Regions from separate parts of the Mus musculus genome. Here regions 2 and 3 are each linked to region 1. A link is a contact called in public promoter capture Hi-C data. All regions are on one chromosome and are shown on one strand. Each heading gives the region's core, a stretch centred on a gene start, on an enhancer-like site or on the middle of the called end of the contact. The rest is flanking DNA. Distances are from core to core; before and after follow the strand shown. Region 1 holds the start of Crnkl1 (crooked neck pre-mRNA splicing factor 1). Region 2 holds the start of Xrn2 (5'-3' exoribonuclease 2). Region 3 holds the start of Nkx2-4 (NK2 homeobox 4).

The links. Promoter capture Hi-C pulls out the DNA fragments that hold promoters and counts their contacts.
Region 2: a promoter capture Hi-C map of pre-B cells shows a contact between it and region 1, with 2.8 times the contacts expected there. The contact joins the promoter of Xrn2 here to the promoter of Crnkl1 in region 1. A contact is called at or near these places in 11 of 39 promoter capture datasets (the 3T3-L1 cell line, the C10 cell line, the HPC-7 cell line and 6 more), 2 of 484 Hi-C or Micro-C datasets (CD4 T cells and pre-B cells), 4 of 115 datasets of contacts at active chromatin or transcription factors (astrocytes, epiblast stem cells, large pre-B cells and 1 more) and 2 of 9 other capture datasets (adipose tissue and liver).
Region 3: a contact with region 1 is called in a promoter capture Hi-C map of embryonic stem cells, with 5 times the contacts expected there. The contact joins the promoter of Nkx2-4 here to the promoter of Crnkl1 in region 1. A contact is called at or near these places in 6 of 39 promoter capture datasets (3T3-L1-derived adipocytes, cranial neural crest, embryonic stem cells and 2 more) and 1 of 484 Hi-C or Micro-C datasets (myocytes).

Annotation. Positions count from the first base shown.
Region 1 is chr2:145,932,517-145,937,137 of GRCm38.p6, reverse strand. Crnkl1 (crooked neck pre-mRNA splicing factor 1) reads left to right here and starts at 2,438. Exons shown (of 14, transcript NM_025820.3): 1 at 2,438-2,584; 2 at 4,173-4,325. The coding sequence starts at 2,534. It overlaps Cfap61 (cilia and flagella associated protein 61), which reads right to left and starts at 2,354. Exons shown (of 27, transcript NM_001369121.1): 1 at 2,298-2,354.
Region 2 is chr2:147,010,409-147,014,914 of GRCm38.p6, reverse strand. Xrn2 (5'-3' exoribonuclease 2) reads right to left here and starts at 1,916. Exons shown (of 30, transcript NM_011917.3): 1 at 1,719-1,916. The coding sequence starts at 1,793.
Region 3 is chr2:147,082,832-147,087,315 of GRCm38.p6, reverse strand. It overlaps Nkx2-4 (NK2 homeobox 4), which reads left to right and starts at 1,971. Exons shown (of 2, transcript NM_023504.1): 1 at 1,971-2,421; 2 at 2,827-3,440. The coding sequence starts at 1,971. The coding sequence ends at 3,440. Gm34889 (a long non-coding RNA gene) reads right to left here and starts at 1,777. Exons shown (of 4, transcript XR_001783500.2): 1 at 1,694-1,777.

The DNA.
Region 1 (4,621 bases), core at 1,189-3,688:
TTAGCGCTGCCCAGCTGTTGCCTAGTGGAACCATGGACTCAGAATAGAAGCACTTCATGTTGCAAAGACAAGAAGACCTTGGTATCTAGGCAACATCTCCAAAACCTGGGATACTAGCTTCCTCTCCCCCACTCTCTTATCTTAGCAGCTATTGGCCTGTCGGGTGGTTTCACTTTAGGAGCACAGCAAAAGTAATTTCAGTGTATTTAATGTTTGGGAAACGAGATGATTTTGAATATTTGGATGACATGGTTTAGAGCTGTGGCAAATGCTTTGATTTTGGCTATACTCATTTGTAGTTTGGAAAAATTGCAAAAGAAAGTTTAGAGAGAGTAGGAGTGATATCATGGCATACTTATTTTTTTCCCCAAATACTAGGAGTTGGGCAAGTATGGAAATTCCTTAAAACAATTATCTATTGCCAGATGTGGTGGTACCAGCCTTTAATCCCGGTACTTGGGAGGCAAAAAGCTGGTAGATCTCTGGGAGTTCCAGGCCAGCCAGGGCTACACAGTAAGACCTTGTACCAGAAAACAAACAACACCAAAACAAACAAACAAACAAACAAACAAACAAATCATCGTCATCACCACCTGTAACAAAAAACTCATAAGGATTTAATTAAGTCACTAATAAATGACGAGCGTAAATGCACGTTACTAAATGAGAGACAGTAATCTGAAGAGGTATATGACTCCAACCATCTACAAAGAACTACAGAGACATTAAAAAAAAATAGATCAATCGATCCCTGCTACCTCAGTCCAGTGTCCGCACTCTCTCAGCCCCCAAGGCTCTCACTATCAGAGAGGAGGCAGTGTGTGCGCTCAAGAGGCAGTGGACGACTACAGAAAACATCTGGACACAGCAGCGCAGCACAAAACCTGTGCAAACTCAAGCCAGACCAAATCCCCTTATGGAGAGATGGGCACACAATACCACACCTGGCAGTGGAGAAATTGGTCATTTTTTAGCTGCTGGAAAGCATGAGTTTTCTCTAAGAGTATAACATTCTGGTAAGTTGACCAAGCTCCAGTAGACCACATATCCAAGAATATCTGGGCAATACGAATTAGTCTTCAAAGGTTAAAAAACAAAAAGACACACAGTTGGGTGAATAGGGAGTGGGGTAGATCTGGGGAAAGCTGGAGGAATGGCTATGATTAAGACGCAAAACTTTCAAAGAAGGAATTAAAAAACAAACAAACAAAATGCTTGATAAAAAGGAGTATTGATGGACAAAGGCTCGAGGGGGAGGATGAACAGGAGGTACCCTGAGGATGTTGACAGTTCCAGGCCAGCCTGGTCTACAGAGTGAGTTCCCGGACAACCAGGGAATCAGGACTACACCGAGAAACCCTGTCTCCAAAACAAAACAAAAAATCTTGCCGTTGTCCTAAATCTCAAGACTGTTACAAAAGTAAACTCTAACAGTTTCTTGTAACTGACACGGGGTGGGGATGGATCGTAGAAAGTCCTTTGAGGGTGGGGAAAGAGTAGGAAAAGCTCACCTTCCCAATTTTGCTGTCAATTCCAAAATTTTTATTTTAAAAAATTATCTTAACTATATGCTAAATCACTGTTTTTAATGTACTTCAGATATTATACGTACTAACATCTAGCGAGTATTTTACAGAGACAGATTTTTTTCTTTAATCTTAAGGAAATAGATACTTTTATCCTTTTATAGCTAAGGATATTAAGGATAAGAGAATTGAGATAATACAAATTTACATGCCGGGCGTGGTGGCGCACGCCTTTAATCCCAGCACTTGGGAGGCAGAGGCAGGCGGATTTCTGAGTTCGAGGCCAGCCTGGTCTACAGAGTGAGTTCCAGGACAGCCAGGGCTATACAGAGAAACCCTGTCTCGGAAAATAAAAAAAAAAAAAAAAAAAAAAAAATTTACAGACTAAAAATTTGATCAGTTTCTGTAGGTGCTTTGCTACTGACTAATTTCCACCTTTCTCTAACATCTTGTTTCAAAAATACCTCTTCTGATTTTTTTTTTAAAAAAATCCACATTTCAAGATTATTAACTTGGTCCAATCGCGGGGAAGCCTAAGGCGAGGGGGCGGGAACTCGAAAGACTACAAATCCCAGAATGCACCGCTGCCCAGGCTGCTTGCAGGGTTTCCTCGGTGCTTTTCCCTTCTCCCCGGAGTTTCTACACCTGAAATGGATTTCTACGCCCCTCAAAGGTGCCACGGCCTACAGCTGCACGCATCCCGGAGATAGACCTGGATGAGCCCTCGCCGCCAGAGCCCTATATCCCTGCGGCGCAGCCCGCCCTACCCACCTCACCCGCAGCTCCAGCAAGCCGCAAGTCTCCACAGAGGACGCGCACACAGTTGCTAAGGAAACGACGCGGCGTTTCCCCTGACTGGTGAGGCGGTCAAAGGTCGTCTTCGCAAGTTCCGGTTCCGGTTCCGGTATCTAGTTTGTTGTGGCTGACTCTGTTGTGCCGGCCGGTTCGAAGTGCTTTTCTCAAGTCCGGTTGTCGGCCAGGATCGCTCGAGTTCCACGGCTGCAGTCATGGCAGCCTCCACGGCGGCCGGGAAACAGCGCATTCCTAAAGTGGCCAAGGTAGGCGACCGGGAGGAGCCCCCGAACAGCATCTGCGGTGTCGGGCACCAGAGATTCGAGACAGCGATCTCTGTGCCGCGGTCCAAGAAGACAGGTGGTCGGTGAGGTGGCGCAGGGTCTTGTCACTCCGAGCTCGTCTCGCGTCTGCCCAGCCTTCCTTCCAGGGTTGCAAAGCATCGGTTCGGTTCGGTAAACTGTTTGCTTTGCTAGTCTCTGGGGATCCCCTACTTTTACTCCGGGCAAGAGTGCTCCACTAAAACTGGAGAGAGAGCGAAATGGCAACCCAGATAGATGTATCCAAGTAGTGTAGATATGCCATGGGCAAGAGCCAGAAGGGTGCCTGTAAACTTGAGGGTAAACTTTGTGAAGGAAGTTAACACTTAGGCTGCATCAAAGTTAGGCAGTGAAGAGAATGGCAGAGGATAGGCTCTGGGCAATGGCATAAAATTTAGGTTAGATAGTAAATTGTTATATTTCCAACTGTGGTTGATACTTCATCAATACTTAATAAGTGTCAAATCTTGCACTTAGCCATCACATACAGTCATTCTCTGGAAGTCTGATTTGGCCATTTTGTCTTGAGACAAGTTCTTATTTCCACATGTAATTATTGTAAAAGTCTGATGTGGTAGCTTCCCCCCTACCCCCGCTCCCAAACCCCTATCCTGAGTCATAAAAGCCAGGGAATGCATGCTGACTAAGTTTTTGACAGCTTGACACAAGATAAAGTTATCTAGGAGGAGGCATCTGGACTAAGAAAATTCGTCCCTAAGCTTGCTTGCTGGCAAGTGTGTGAGGCATTTTCTTGATTACCAATTGATGTGGACGCCCCCCCCCCCCCCGCCTACTTGGGCAGTGCCACACCTGGGCAGGGGCTCTGGTGTAGTCTGTGAGAGCAGACTGAGCACAGCTGGTATGCCTCCAGCTTCCTGCCGTGTCTTCCATTCATGAAGACTGTGGTCCAGTTGTGTAAGCCAATCAGTCAGCTCTTTCCTCTGCAGGTTGCTTTTGTTGGTGATGTTCGATCACAGCAGTAAAAAGGCCAATTAGAACTTAGGGTCCATCTGCACTTGAACACATTTGACTTTTAAGCTCCTGTGTTGGAACTATAGCTTCAGGTGCTCTAAAAGCTTACAGGCTAATGATGGAGACTTAGTAAAAACAAGTTTCAGTTGGCCTAAAATGTCATGGAAAACCAGCTTGTCCACTAGAAGGATTAAAATATGTAGAGGAGTTCTCTAAGCAGGTTATAAAGAGGAAGGAGTGTGATTTTTTTTTCCCCCTGCCCCTCATGGAGAATTGAAGATGTTATTCAAAGATGGCATCTTGGGCACATTCTTAGGAGGGCTTTTTCTTTCGAGACAGGGTTTCTCTGTGTAGCCCTGGCTGTCCTGGAACTCACTCTGTAGACCAGCCTGGCCTTGAACTCAGAAATCCACCTGGTTCTGCCTCCCAAGTGCTGGGATTAAAGGTGTGTGCCACCACCCTGCCATTCTTAGGAAGTTTATGTCCTGGAAAATATACAAGGGTTTTAAAATCTCGTGTGGAGAGCACTACCCAAAATAGGAATGTCTCTTTGTCTTAAAAGGTGAAGAACAAGGCGCCGGCCGAAGTGCAGATAACGGCCGAGCAGCTCCTCCGAGAAGCTAAAGAGAGAGAACTCGAGCTCCTCCCACCTCCACCTCAGCAGAAGATCACAGATGAGGAAGAATTAAACGATTACAAACTCCGGAAAAGGAAGGTGAGTCCGTCAGAATGCACTGTGCAACCTGTCCCAGTTGCTGCCCACAGTGGGAACGAGCTCCCAGAGAGCCTATGTGATGGGACCTCAGGCGAATATTGGGAATTATTTAATCCACGAATATTATGGAAGTTATATGGGAAGTTCTATAAATTACTGAGCACTTGAAGGTAATCTTGAAAGGTGTTTTAACATTCTTGTTCTTAAAAGGAATGAGAGTAGAATATATTAAAGTACTCGTTAATTATTACAGAGAACAGCAAAATCTTGCAATAGCTACCCCTACATTTTTCTTG
Region 2 (4,506 bases), core at 667-3,166, 1.1 Mb before region 1:
AGGCGCAATGGCCCCAGTACAGGGGAACGCCAGGGCCAAAAAGTGGGAGTGGGTGGGTAGGGGAGTGGGGAGGAGGGTATGGGGGACTTTTGGGATAGCATTGGAAATGTAAATGAGGAAAATACCTAATAAAAAAAAGAGGCGCAATGGACCAAAAAAAAAAAAAAAAAAAAAAAAAAAGGACTTGACGGAATGCCTGATAAAAGAATTTGGATGGGGAAAGGTATAAAGTGTACCCAACTAGGGGTGAAAGGGAGGGGGTAAGGGAGGAGCTAGCGCGAATAAAAGATAAACAGCCTAAACTACAATCACAATTAAAAACAGCCAACAACACTGCTTCTATCGAAGCTTGTATGGTCAAAGGTTTGACAATCTTGAATGAGAACTAAAATGTACAGGGGAACCAAAAAGTTAAACAGCTGGGGGGGGGGGTGCGGGGAAATAACATCAATCTTAGAAATAGAAATGATACTTTGTATAGGCGATAGAATTTTTGTTTGTTTTGCAAGAGGGTCTCATTACGTAAGCCTTGGTTTGCTTTGAACTCTGTGTATATCTGGCTGACCTCCAAAACTCAAGCCTACCTCTCTCCCAAGTGCTGGGAGTAAAAGTATGTGCCACGCCTTGGCCCGATATACGTTTAAACGAGTTCTCCGTTAAATTACAAATTTTACCGTCAGATTTATGGATTAGCATTAGAAAAACTGGGGTGGTGGTGAATAAATAGCTAATTCCTCTTCTACCCAAAATTAGATAGACCTAAAACCGATAAATCAAACTTAACCATATTAAGAGACACAACCAAAACAGTTCAAAGTGTCTGTTACGAAAAAGTGGCTCTCCCTTTGGAAGACCCCCCCCCCCCAGGAGAACACAATGTTTATAAAGAAATAATGGTTCAGCTTAGCAATTTGTCTTTGGAGAACACAAAAATATACTAGGATTGTCACCAAAACAAAGCTTTTGGTTTCTTCTAAGACAGGAAGTGAGAAAGTAAATAACTTCAGCGGGAGAAATAGGTTCTTGGAGAGAGGCGGTTCTAAAGCCGAAAGTGGGAGGGGACACATGTGCCCGGAACTTTTCCAATCCAGAAATTCTAACTTAGAGTACAAAGTCGAACTCGACAGAATTACGCGAACGACAAAAGCAACACTCACGAATCGGAACGACTTAAAAGTCTGCCTGTAAACTAGCAAACTAACGGAGGCAGGAAGTGAAACACAGCGAGCTGCCCGGCATTCGTACAGCAAAGCCCGCCAGGGAGAAAGAGCGCTCCCCTAGCCTAGTCCTTCGTAACTAGCTGCTGCCCGCGCACGCTTAACTGCAACAAATGGCCAGGCTCGGGTGGAAAACAAGCGATCCAGCCAACGGGAACTCCGGGCTCAAGACAGTGGACCAACCAGCGGTCCCTACCCTGCCAACCTTGCTGCCCGCGCTAGGGGGGCTGACTAGCCTGGGCGCCCTTTGGAGCTCAGTGAGCGGCGCGGAGGGAACAAAGCCGTGGGCGGAGCCTGGGGTGCCCCGCTTCGCAGGCGGGGGAGGAGCCGCCCAAGCCCCCAAAGCCCCCTACTCGCCCTCGCTCCGCCCAGACCGCCTCCGGAACCGCGAACCCGCGAAGCGGCCCGTGAGGCAGCTTGGGGCGGGCGCCCATCCCCGAGGGCCTCGGCCTAGACCTGCCACGCCGGGTCCCCACTCCGGCGTACTGGCCGCCTCCTCACCTTCTCCTCCACGCAGTTGACAATGATGGACGGGTACTTGCGGCTGAGCCAGCGGAAGAACGCCGGGACTCCCATGACCAGCGGGCAGCTCGAAACAGCAGCCGGGCCAGCGGGAGAGTGTAACCAACGAGACTAGCAGGAGCGGCAGCCGCGGGCACCAGCACTTCCTCCCACGTGCGTTCAGCGGCCGGAAGTTACGTCATACCACCACCGCGGGGGATGCAGGGAAAGGAGCTCGGTTAAGTGGAAGTTCATTTAGACTGCCGGAGTGGAGGCCCGGCTGGGCGAGCTGTAGACCTGGCTCGCCGCGTTCTCTGGTAAAGCCTTTGAGAGCCGACTCCTGGCGGATGCCTTCTCCGGCAATCCAGCCAAGAGCGCCGGCCACATTAGGCCCGCAGCCGCAAAGTCCTTGTGTGGCCGAGACTTTGGAAAGGCGTGGCCTATCTTACTTCCTTTCTCACAATCAGTCTTGAGCTGAATAGAAGCATCTACACTCTAGTTTCCATTTCCTGGTTTCTCTCATTTCTATGCTGCTGTGCCTGGCCGAACTATGAAAAAGCATCCTCAAGTGTTTTGCAATTTTTTTTTAAAATCTGCTTTGCATAAGCAACTTTTTAAAAATATGTTTAAGATTTATTTTTAGTTACGCAATGTGTGTATATGTACATGTGGCTTTGTGAACGAGTGCTGGTACCTGTGGAGGCCAGAGGTTTCAAATCCCCTGGAGCTGGAGTTACAAACAGCAGTATTCAGCCTGCTGTGGCTGCCAGCAATCAAACTCTACTTTGGAAAAACAGCATGAACGCTTTACTGCTGAGCCATCTCTCAGCCCAACGAGGTCACTTTAAACAGTTGCAGAGTCTAGCCAAAATTTGCTAATATCACGTTCTAGCATTTATTGAGTACCTGTGATGTGCTTAGGCAAGGAACTAAAGAATTTTCTTATTTAATCACCAGTTGAGCCTTCTGTGCTGGCTGGCCGTGTCATTTGGGTGACTCCAGTGTAAAAAATATTCTCCAAACAGAAAAAGCAGTTTATTAGATTACGTGCATGCAGCAGGCAGGAAAGTAAAAAGCTAAAAGGGGCTTGTTTTGAGGAAGCCTGTTTCTATGTGGGCAGTAACAGCCTGGCCTTGAGGCAGTGATTGTTTGCCTGAGTCAGGCACAGTGTAACAACTCCACCCATCCTGTGGTCTTGCTCTACCGTTTTTGGGGGGGGTTTGGTTTTTTGTTTTTGTAACACAGATAACGGGTTATCAAAGAGCTAAATTGCTTGCTTATTCATACTGCTTGTATTTCACTTTAACCAAGGGTCATTTAATCCTCTGTTCTCAACCAACATGATATTTGTATCCCTTCTTTTCTGGTGGCTTCAAATGTACCCTGTCATATCCCCCATCCCACCTGCAGCATATGAAAGAAGTCTAGAAAGAGGAGGGAGGTATCTGCCCATTTGCTCAAGCTTGAAAGTCTCTTCCCTGAATCCCCCCTAGGCCTGACAAATCACAATCACAAAGGCTCACCTTAAGAGACCTCTAAAGTGTTTCTCTGCTGCTTGTCAGGCAGTAAAGGTTGCCCCTTCCTCAATGGTTTAATGACTTCATTTAAATGCTAATGTAGAGGTAACTTAAATGCTTAGAGAGGTAGCTAGCCTATGTTTAGTTTTAGAATAGTGTATATATACACATATGTGTGTGTACACGTATATGTGTTTGTGTGTGTGTGTTTAAGAATATTATTTGGAAATAGCCCCTTCTTAAGAGTTTGTGTCCTCTGGGATGTGCTATGTTCTTTTTTTTTTTTTTTTTTTTTTTGGTTTTTCGAGACAGGGTTTCTCTGTATAGCCCTGGCTGTCCTGGAGCTCACTTTGTAGACCAGGCTGGCCTCGAACTCCAGAAATCCGCCTGCCTCTGCCTCCCGAGTGCTGGGATTAAAGGCGTGCGCCACCACGCCCGGCTGTGCTATGTTCTTATATGAACACAAATTCATAGGCAGTTGGATAGGAGCAGGCAGCTTGCTACATTGAGCCCCTCCCCCAGAGTCCATCACAAGTGGTTTTGAACTTTGAAATGTAAAAAGAAGGCAAAGCTGCATAAAATGATAAGCACCGAAACTTCCTAGTCTGGCAAAGAGGCCACACACCAGTAATCCTAGCACTAAAACGGCTGAAGAGGCAGGAGAGTAGCCTGGGTCAAAAAACAAAGGAAATATACAGGAACATGCTAGTCTACAGTGTTAGGCTGGAACCCCTGGTCATCCCTCTGCACAAGCTGGGAAACCCTATTTGCCCTCCTTCCCCACCTCTAGCCCCTGCCACTCAGAAAAAATTCCCCCACCTACTTGGAAAGAACTCCCAGCTAACAGGTCACCATGCCTTGTCTCCATGTTTCCCACAACGCACCCAAGAGTGCCTGCCCAGAGACTCAGTTTTTGACCATATGTAGACACAATCCCAGCTCCTAGTTCACACCCTGAGCCCAAGACTCAGAAATGCCCCTGCTTCTAGCCTAGCTGTTTGACTTCACTGACCTCCACCTATGAGACCAGTGAACCCACCTGAGAGCTGCCTCCTAATAAGCCTGCCTTTAACTACTTTGCATGTGGTCTAATCTGGCCCATAACTGCATCACTGAGGGAAAGAAAAAAGCCTATCATCCAACAACAGGTCTAAGTCTGGTTCCAGGGGATTTGGGGCTAAAAAATCTCTCTTCTTGTAATGTGATTGATAGGTGTGGTTTGTATGAGATGCCCCCCATAGTCTCAGGCATTTGAATGCTTGGTCCCCAGT
Region 3 (4,484 bases), core at 722-3,221, 1.2 Mb before region 1:
AAAAAAAAAGTTTAAAACCCACATTGTAAAAGGATCCCAGCATTTGAGTGCCCTCCCCCCCTAAAGGTTTCTTTGTGTATCATTAGTTCAAGAAATATAAGTAGGCAGTTCCAGCATAAGTGACCTAGCTCAAGTGTCCCAAGTCCAGGAAAGACCTGTAAAAGTAGCATTGTGTCAGAATGTAGCAACACTAATCTTGTTAAGACAGTAACTGATGTCTATAAACAACTGCTAGGACCTGGCATTTTGTCCCACAGTATGTGTTTTAAAATATTAACCACTATTCTGGTTGTCATTTTCTTTCCATGAGTGACCATATGGTCTTTTTTTCTCCCTACAACAGGCAGATTCTTTGCAAAAGGACACTGAAATGAACACAGATGTTGACTAAAATAATAAGACAAAACCATCAAGGGCATTCACACCACAGGGCTGAAACCAAGAAAAAGAGAATGTGGAGCAGTTCAGATCTCCACGGCATGTGAGTCCAGGTTAAACTTTGGTGGTCACGCCTTTGTTTTTAGATACAATAAAATCTTGCATAAGAAACACTTTTCTTTCTTCTACTCCAGTTTTGAGGAAAACTTTTAAAATGTGTCTTTGTTTCCCTGCTCATCCCCATGTTTTCCAATTTTACTGGTACCTGCACACTTCTTTGTCTTTTGTCTTGCACTTACTGTAAGTTCATAAAGTATAAGTTCTTTGTTATGCAGGAACATTTGTATACCAAGAAACGAATTTTTTTTTTTAAAAAATCAGCTTATGGGTTTGAATTTTTTCAAGAGAGCTGTCGTTTTAACCTGCTTTCTGCATCCACATCAACGTTGATACTTTTTAAACAGGTTATTTTCCCAACACCACCAAAAAGATCCATTACAAACAAGTAGACATACTTGAATTCTCTCTCTCTCTCTTTCTCTCTCTCTCTCTCTCTCCCTCCCTCCCTCCATCTTTCCCTCCCTCCCCCTCCCTTCCCTCTTTTTCTCTTTCCCTCATTCTCTCATATCAGGATAGTGACAGAAGAATAAACCCTAAGTCAGATTCTGGGGATGAGGACAAAGAAAATATAGCGGTAATGAAGGTGCAAATTAAATATGAAACTTTTTTAGCAAATACACTTCATCTTGTTCAGTTTCTACCCTGAGAGTAGGAGCACCATACTTACAAGTCAGCATCTCTCTCTCTGCGTGCTGTACCTCTTCTTTGGATTTGTATACTTTGAGCTAATTTGGAAGTGTCCGTTAGGTTGCCTACAAAATGACGCTTTAAAGGATCTAACGATGCATAAATTAGAGAGCCCTACAATGGCAGAGGACGGTCATTGTACCTCTCCTCTTTATGTGCTCTTATGGTGGGACCCAAGAGCCCCCTTTATTTTTAACACTTTAGATGATGGAGCCAGTGAGGGGCTGATAGCTAGAAAGGAAGAGAGCCCTGAAAAGCATCCCCCTCCCAAACTTAACAGCTGTTTGTCCTCCCCCCCCCACACACACACCCACCCCTCGACGTTCTACTGAACTTTGCCACAAAGTCACTTTAGGAAAACTCACAGTCTGCATGAAACAAGCGTGGCTCTTTCAGTGGCCTCTGAGTTTTTATTTCTCTAGGGCTAAAGGTAACCCGGATAGAAGCGCGAAGGATGGAGCTAGAAAGGGGGGCAATCTTTTCCAGAAACACCCAACTGGCCCTTTACCTTTTTTTGCCTCCGTTATCTGGAAGGGGGGTGAGAGAAAAAGATGTCAATGACCATTGTTTGCTCGTTGGGGATGTTGCTCCGCCCCCCGAGTCTGTCGTAAACCTGGCACTGGACTAAAATAAACCCGAGATCCCGCAGCTCGGGGGCTCGCCGCGCCGCGGACAGCTCTCCACTGGCGCTGCCGCCGGGCCGAAGTGGCGGCGGCGGCGACGAGCGGCCGCCGCGTCCCGCCCGCGCCCGCCCCGGGCCCCCCTACCTGGCCGTCCGCCGAGCCATGTCGTTGAGCCCCAAGCACACGACGCCCTTCTCCGTTTCCGACATCCTGAGCCCCATCGAGGAGACCTACAAGAAGTTCGGCGGCGTCATGGACGGTGCGCCGCCCGGCCTGGGGGCGCCCCTGGGGGCCGCTGCCTACCGCGCGCCACCGAGCGGCCCCTCCTCGCAGGCGGCGGCCGTGGCGGCGGGCATGCAGCCGCCCCACGCCATGGCCGGACACAACGCGGCGGCGGCAGCAGCGGCGGCAGCGGCGGCGGCCGCGGCGGCCGCCACCTACCACATGCCTCCCGGCGTCTCGCAGTTCCCGCACAGCGCCATGGGCAGCTACTGCAACGGCGGCCTGGGCAACATGGGTGAGCTGCCCGCCTACACGGACGGCATGCGGGGCGGCGCGGCGGCCGCGGCCACCGGCTGGTACGGCGCCAACACGGACCCGCGCTACTCGTCAAGTGAGCGGGGCCAGACGCGCGGGACTGAGGGCGGGCTGGCGGCGCGGGCTTTTCCCGCCACAGCCGGGGCGCGAGGGTGCTGGCGTCCTGGTCAGCGGCGCCCGAGGGTCGACGCGCGGGGGGTCCTGGCACGCGGCCTCGGGCTCGCGAGGGGTTCTGGGGCCAGGCTGGGGACGCGCGGGGCGGCCCGGGACTCGCGGGGTTTCTCGGGAACCTCCTGGGGCGCACGGGGGTCACCGGGCCCCCGGGTGCGCGGAGGGAGTGGGGCTCGGGCCGCGGCGCTCGTGGGACGCCGCGACCCAGTCGGGGGCCCCGTGCCGTCACTTAAAACGAGCGGGGCGTCGGCGGGAACGGTTCTCGCAGGCCCGGGGCTCACCGGCCGTCCTTCTTGGGCCCCCTCCCCAGTCTCCAGGTTCATGGGGCCGTCGGCGGGCGTGAACGTGGCCGGCATGGGTTCGCTGACCGGCATCGCGGACGCCGCCAAGTCGCTGGCACCGCTGCACGCGGCCGCGCCGCGAAGGAAGCGCCGAGTGCTCTTCTCGCAAGCGCAGGTCTACGAGCTGGAGCGGCGCTTCAAGCAGCAGAAGTACCTGTCGGCGCCCGAGCGCGAGCACCTGGCCAGCATGATCCACCTGACGCCCACGCAGGTCAAGATCTGGTTCCAGAACCATCGCTACAAGATGAAGAGGCAGGCCAAGGACAAGGCGGCGCAGCAGCTGCAACAGGAGGGCGGCCTGGGCCCCCCGCCGCCTCCGCCGCCGCCGTCGCCGCGCCGCGTGGCGGTACCGGTGCTGGTGAAGGACGGCAAGCCGTGCCAGAACGGCGCGGGCACCCCGACGCCTGGCCAGGGAGGCCAGCAGCCGCAAGCCCCGACGCCCGCGCCAGAGCTCGAGGAGCTGTCGCCCAGCCCGCCCGCTCTGCATGGTCCCGGGGGCGGCTTAGCGGCCCTGGACGCGGCCACCGGGGACTACGGCGGAGGCGTGCTCGGCGCCAACCTGCTCTATGGCAGAACGTGGTGATGAGCCCCGAGGGTCTGCCTGCGACTCGCAGGATCCGCCAAGAAACTGCAAGAACGGATGGGGGAAATGTACAGATGCTGACCCTTTAGTGCATGGAGATAAGAACGAATGAGTCACGGAGAGGGTCAGGCTGCTCTGAACCTCTTTACTGGGGGTGGGAGAAGGCAACAGCCCCGGACCGAATAATGTGACACCACACTCTGAGGTGGTGATTTCCCTTCTTTCAGAAGTTCCTAAGTTATGCGGAAGAACTGACTGACGGAATACGCATTCACCACGTTCCTAACCAAAGCTCTCAAGAGTTTTAGAAGTCGGAAACTTTGTTGGTGTTTGTATCTCTATAAATCAACCAGCTTTTCACGATGAATCCTTGAAGTGGAATTTATTTTGGGAGATTAATTTGCAAAGCCCCTCCCCTAAGTGCAATTTCGTTAATGCTTGATTGAAAGTAAATTGAATTGTAGCCCAAAGTGGATCATATACACAGCAACGTGATTGCTGAGGAATAACTGCCATTTGGGTAAAATAGAGAAATGGAATAAAAAGAATCGAAACACTAAGTATACGGATTGTTACCGTTTTTACATTTAAATGCTGATTTTAAAATATTTTGTTCATTATTAGGCAACCAAGTAATTGTATATTATCCTAGAAGAGTACAACCCCCATCCCGACCCCAACCCAAGATGCAGCTCATTATTTTTTAAAAAGGGTTATAAAATACTTTTTATATAGAATCTGGCCTTTCCAAATCAGCTGATAAACATACCCTTTTATCCTATAAACATGGTATTTATTTTCTTTAAAGTATTTTTACCTGAATTTGGACTCCTTGGCAAAGTACTAGAACAAACAAGTAAAACTGACACTATTACCACCAATCTACTTCAAAGCAAGTTAAAAAGAATAAAGGTGATTTATTGAATTGTTATCATAATATACAGAAAAAGTAAGATAATTATACGTTTCCATCATATTTAGAACGTAGTTGTTGCACCAATTTTATCGGTGTTTTATTGTAAAATAAATATATTTACTCTATTA